Regions from separate parts of the Sus scrofa genome. Here region 1 is linked to region 2. A link is a contact called in public Hi-C data. All regions are on one chromosome and are shown on one strand. Each heading gives the region's core, a stretch centred on a gene start, on an enhancer-like site or on the middle of the called end of the contact. The rest is flanking DNA. Distances are from core to core; before and after follow the strand shown.

What was found. A called contact is a pair of places that touch in the nucleus more often than the background predicts.
Region 1: a contact with region 2 is called in a Hi-C map of epiblast stem cells, with 2.2 times the contacts expected there. The contact joins the promoter of EHBP1L1 here to the promoter of OVOL1 in region 2. A contact is called at or near these places in 4 of 5 promoter capture datasets (fetal liver, liver and skeletal muscle), 6 of 47 Hi-C or Micro-C datasets (embryonic fibroblasts, epiblast stem cells, heart right ventricle and 3 more) and 2 of 2 datasets of contacts at active chromatin or transcription factors (alveolar macrophages and skeletal muscle).

The regions. Positions count from the first base shown.
Region 1 is chr2:6,677,425-6,680,124 of Sscrofa11.1, reverse strand. It overlaps EHBP1L1 (EH domain-binding protein 1-like protein 1), which reads left to right and starts at 1,404. Exons shown (of 18, transcript XM_021082847.1): 1 at 1,404-1,539. The coding sequence starts at 1,436.
Region 2 is chr2:6,537,620-6,540,319 of Sscrofa11.1, reverse strand. It overlaps OVOL1 (putative transcription factor Ovo-like 1), which reads left to right and starts at 1,328. Exons shown (of 4, transcript XM_003122528.4): 1 at 1,328-1,824. The coding sequence starts at 1,725. It overlaps AP5B1 (AP-5 complex subunit beta-1), which reads right to left and starts at 1,536. Exons shown (of 3, transcript XM_021082823.1): 1 at 1,455-1,536.

The DNA.
Region 1 (2,700 bases), core at 155-2,654, 140 kb before region 2:
CAGCTGTCAGGTCCCCCCGGAAGAAGCCTGCTTATTTGCCTTCACACACACACAACACCCCACAACTTACTGAAAGCAAGAGAAAAGAACCTCAGGTTGCTCAGTGAGGCTTACCAGCTGCTCGTCCCCACGCCTGCTGCACAGTCACTTGTCTCCTGGACACAGTCAGCTGGCACTTCTGGCAGACCAGACTTCCTGCTGAAACCTAGTATTGATCAAGAACCGGGTTTCTGTCCATTCACGAACCTCGCAGAACATTCGCACCGGCACAGGGAACAGGCTGGTGTTAGATCCCTGTGGCAGATCTAACTCTGGGCCAGACACCTGCCACGGCTCATTACCCTACGGGCAGCTGCGCAGGTGATAAGGGCTCTAATCTAGGTGTGAACAGAGCGGTTAACGCCCCAGGGGAGGGAGGGTAAACACACACTCTTTCCGACAGTGATAACGGATTTCGTTTAATAAGACCTGGCAACATCAGTCGGGCTCCACACAAAATGCTTCCCAAGGTTTGGTTCTCAATGATGTGAAGCGAGAAACTATAATTATCCCTGTTGAACAGAGGTAAAAACTGAGGCCCCGGGTGCTCGTCCTTTGCCCAAGGTCACACACTTGGAAGTCAGCCGTGTGCGGACGGTGGGACACCTTCCCACTTGACAGCTGAAGACGCAGGTCCTGAGCCTGGCCAGTGGGTGCTGCCCACAGGTAGGGCGCCCGGGCCGGCCCCTGCCTCTGCTCCTTCCTGCTCCGGTTAAGACGCGGTGGCAGCAGGAGCCGGCCTCCCCAGCGCTGAGGCCAGTGGGCTCTGGCCCGGCCCACTGGCACCCTTCAAGTCTCTTCTCCTTTCTGGGTCTCTTTCCCCGGCCTGCGAAACCGGGCCACCACTGAGCACCTCGCCGCGCTGCGGGCAGGAAGGGAGGCGGCCGGGGCAGCGCTGGCGAGGGCGGCACCGGTTGCGGGTGGCCTCCTGCCCCGGCCCGCGCGCGCCTCCACACCTCGTCGGCGCGCGGGCCGGAGGCGCTGCGGTCCAGGCCGCCCCCTCGCGCCCCCACCCCCCGCCACGCGCCGCCCCCACGCGCCCGCCGCGCGAGGCCCCGGAAGCCGGGCCGCCCCGCCCCCCGCGCCCGCCCCCCCGGAGCCCCGCCCGCCTGGCCTTCCGACGGGGGTGCGGCTCCAGGAAACGGCGCGCTCGCCGCTCTGCGCTCCAGCGACCCGACGCGCCCCAGACGACCCCGCTGACGCAGCCAGACCCCCCGGCGGGCACCGGCGGCGGCGGGGAGAGCGGCCCCCGGCCCGCGCCTCCGATCCGTCCCCACAGACGGGGCGGGCGGCGCCGACGGGAGCCTGGGAGGCCATGGGGACCTGGGCCGGGCCAGCGGTCGCGGGCCGGCGGGAGCCCGGGATCTGAGGAGCGGGCGGCGGGGGCTGTGGGGCCATGACCTCCGTGTGGAAGCGCTTGCAGCGCGTGGGCAAGCGGGCCGCCAAGTTCCAGTTTGTGGCCTGTTACCACGAGCTGGTGGTGGAGTGCACCAAGAAATGGTGAGTGGGAGGGAGGCCTGGGGGACCCCCCAGTCCGCCAGGGGCCCCATCCGCCTCTCGGAGAACCCTGCCCCCAGCCCAGGGGCCAGAGAGGCCCCCGACCCCCAGCCTGGGCCCTGGTGCCCCAGCACTGAGCGGTGCCCTTGCAGCCTCCCGGCTCCCCACTGTTGGGGGGTGTGGGCAGCCTTGGGAGTGGAGGCCTGAGAACCTGTCTGCGCCCACACTTCCCTCAGCCGCGCTCACGGCTGGGGGAAGGGAGGCCTCACGTTTTCGGCCAGAGGGATGGTTCAGGGTGGCGTCCGACAAGGGAGCAAGTTTTGAGGCCTGCGGGTGGAGGGGCCGGGACAGAAAACTCCAGGGACCTTAGACCAGCTCCCCTCTCCCCCTGCCCATTTGTTGAACCAGAGGAACCACCCGCCCCTGGAACCACAGTGGGCGCTGGGAGGCTGGCTCTGTCTCCACAATATCCTTAAAAGGGGAAACTGAGCGCTGGGAAGGATGGGGAGGGAGGAAGGCGGGGAGCAGCTTAAAGGGGCCTGAGGGCCTGGGAGGTTGTGGGTCGGGGAGCAGAGAGCCTGGGGAAGGCCAGGTGGTGAGGTGAGGGGAGATACGCGAGGGGCAGCAGGACCTTCCCGGACTGCCACGGGGCCCAGGGGCATCTCCCATGCCCCCACCCGCAGCTGCCCAGGCCCCTGCGTCACACCCTAAATATACGTGCTTGCTGGTGTCAGCTTCCCTTGGCTGGATTAGGGCACAGCTGTGGGGGCCTCACCCGCGGGGCCAGGCGGGGCTAAATTTAGGCTCCCAAGAGGAAGGACAGGAAGGGACCAGGGGGTCTAAGGGGAGGGGAGGGAGCAGGAGGCCTGAGGTCCCTTGGGCAGCTGTCACATCCCTGGTCTTGACTAGGCCTGAGGGTGGTTCATACCATTCGGCAAGACCCAGAAAGGAGAGAGGCAGGCTGGAATAACACGGCATAGAGCTGGGATTTGAACTCTGGCCTATGGCTTCTGCCCTGTGCCCCAGCATTCTTGATGAGGCCAGGGGGACCCTGGGCATGGTCCTGGAGAGCCGGCTGAGAGTTTGGGCAGTGTCAGCGTGTCTGAGTCAGAGGGGATGGGCAGAACCTCCTGGGCTTTTTTGCCGGCAGCCCAGGCTAGGAAA
Region 2 (2,700 bases), core at 79-2,578:
CTTAACCCATTGAGCAAGGCCAGGGATCGAACCCACAACCTCACGGTTCCTAGTCGGATTCGTTAACCATTGCGCCACGATGGAAACTCCTTGACTCGGACTTTTGAACTGAGTGAATTTATTTACCAGATTCATTTCCTCCTAATCCGTCCCAGCAAATATTTAATACGTGAGACAGGAATGTGTAGCAGTGACTCTGAAATATTAGTTTATTTCACATGTGGGAGGGAGGAGGGCTAAAAAGAGGAAGGGGTCCCATCCCTGCCCTTTTCAGATCAGCTGGGAAGAGAAGCCTAGTGGCTGTAGACTCAGTTACTGTGTCTCACTGGAGGCCACCAAGCACTTCTCAGCTTCTGTGGTGGGCGGGACCTCCCTCCAGGAGGCTGGGCCTGGGGACTGCGCAGTGGGCGGTGAATGGTTGGAGGGAGGGGTCTTCAGCCGAGGCTGGGCTGTGGGGGTAAAGCAGGAGCTCTGTGGAGCCAGGCCAAGTAAGTTGGGTCCTCTGTCCTCTGCTCACCTCCAGTCTTGCTGTACCTGATATCCGGCCATTTGGGAATCTGATGAGGACTTTGGTGGGGGGTACAAACCCCCATGACTAAAGCGCTGGGGTCTTTGGGGATCACGGTGGACTCAGCGGTTTAAACGCGCCTTCCTCCACTAAGCCTTCCGTACTCACCCCGCCAGAAGGCAGGCTCCCGGCAGGGCTCGGCCCCTGGTCGGGCGGGCGCTCTCCGCTTCGTATTGCGGCGGGGCCTGCCCGCCTGCCGGCCTGAGCGCTCCTGCGGCCCCGCGTGCCTTTCCGCACGGAGCCGGCGACCAGCAAATACCTCTGGGCTGAACCACGAATTGCTCAGCCAGGCCTTTGGGACCCGGGGCCGCCTGGGCTCAGGCCCGGTTCAACAAGTGTGGACCGGGCCGCCCAGTCCCGCCCGACGGCTTCGCGCCTCCCCAGGCGCCCGGGGCGCGCCGGGCCCAGTCCGGCGAGTTTCATCACCCTTTGGAGCCTGCGAGCACCAAGTAACGTTGCCCCTGCCCCTCCCTCCCTCCCTCCCCTCCTCTGTTCCCTCCGAAACTCCGGTTGACGAGCGCTGGCACTCCCGCTGGGAGGTCCTGCAGGGCAGCGGGGTGCTGGGTGCCCTCCGCCTGCCCCCCCCCGCCGCCCCCGCCCGGCCACCCCGCCACCCCGCCCAGGCCGCGAGGCCACCTCACCGGCAGCGGAATGGAAACCGGTTCGACAGGTAACAAATAGGTGGGTTGCCACCGTTATTTCCCAACGCATGCGCCGTCGCCTCCCAGGCCACTCCAAGCTAATTAGCTCGGATCACCCCCCTCCCCGCCCCAGCCACCAACACACACCGCCGCGAGCCAATAAAGCGTGAACCCGTCCGGCCGGCTCGCACTTTAAGACTTCCCGAGGGCCGCGGAGGACGCCAGTCGCGCCGGGAGACGCTTACCTGCCGCTTCCGTCGCCGCCCGGTGCACCTGGCTGCAAGGCAACCTCGTTCGGACGGAGGACCGCGACAGCTCCGCGGAGTTGAAACGGGCGCGCGCCGTCCCAGGCACGTCCTCCCGGCGGAACGCGGGACGCTTCGGCGACACCTTTCCCGACCTGCCCCCCCCTCCCCGCCGCCGCCGCCCGCCGCCGCCAGCCCGGCCCGGGAAAGGTGGGACGGCTCCGGCTCTAGTTACGGAAGCGGCCGGTGCCCGGCGAGGAAGGTTCAAAAATGCCCCGCGCGTTTCTGGTGAAGAAGCCGTGCGTCTCCACGTGCAAACGGAACTGGAGCGAGCTCCCCGACGAGGAGCGTGGCGAGATCTACGTACCAGGTGAGGCGCCGGGCCCGTGCACCCCGAGGCCCGCGCCCCGAACGGGCGGCGGGGCCCCGACGAGGGGGCCGGCGTGCGGGGCGCAGTGGCGCGGAGCCGGGCGGCCAGCGCAGCTGGGGCGCCCGATTTAATGTTTAAGCGGCCGCGGCCCCGTTAGCCCGCGGCGCGGCCAACCCCGGGGGCGGTGGGGTGGGGAGGGCAGGGCCGGCGGAAGGAGCCGGCAGGTGGGGGCGGGGGCCGCCAAGTGCGGGACGACAGCGGTTCCCAGGCGGTCGGGCAGGGGGCAGGCGGGTCCGAGGGGCGCGGGCCCGCGCGGTGCTGCCCTCCCCGCCACCGGCCCGCGCCGTGGCACAGGCGAGGCAACGGGGTGTGTCACTACTCAAGCGACCCTCCAACTCTCGCGTCGTAAATCCAGAAACCCCGGACTTTTATGAGGCGGGAGGAGGGCACTGAAGCGATGCCACTTTGGGGAGGTGCAGGGAGCGAGCTGGAGTTTCGGCCGTGGTTTGTGCAAAATGTAAGAGAAGGCCTAGAGCTGAAGTCACCTGCGTTGATCTCTCTGACCCCCAACCTTGGTGGCCAGAAGGTCACAGTGAGGGTCGCGCCAGCAGAGAGCTCCCGGCAGTGGGGAGCGTGGAGACCGCAGGGCAGGCGCCCGGCTGCGCCCCACTAGCCCTGTTAGAAATGCATCTCTTTCAACTTTACAGAGGATACGTTTGAGCTAAAAGAGGTTTTAAGGAGCCCACCGCCCAGCCAGGGGGCCGGGCCGGGTGGAAGCTGGTGTGCCCAGTTATTTTCGGAAGACGCTTTGACAGCGTCGGCATCAACTTGTATGAGTAATCCCAGTTGTTTCCATCTTCCTCCTTCTCCTTCTGT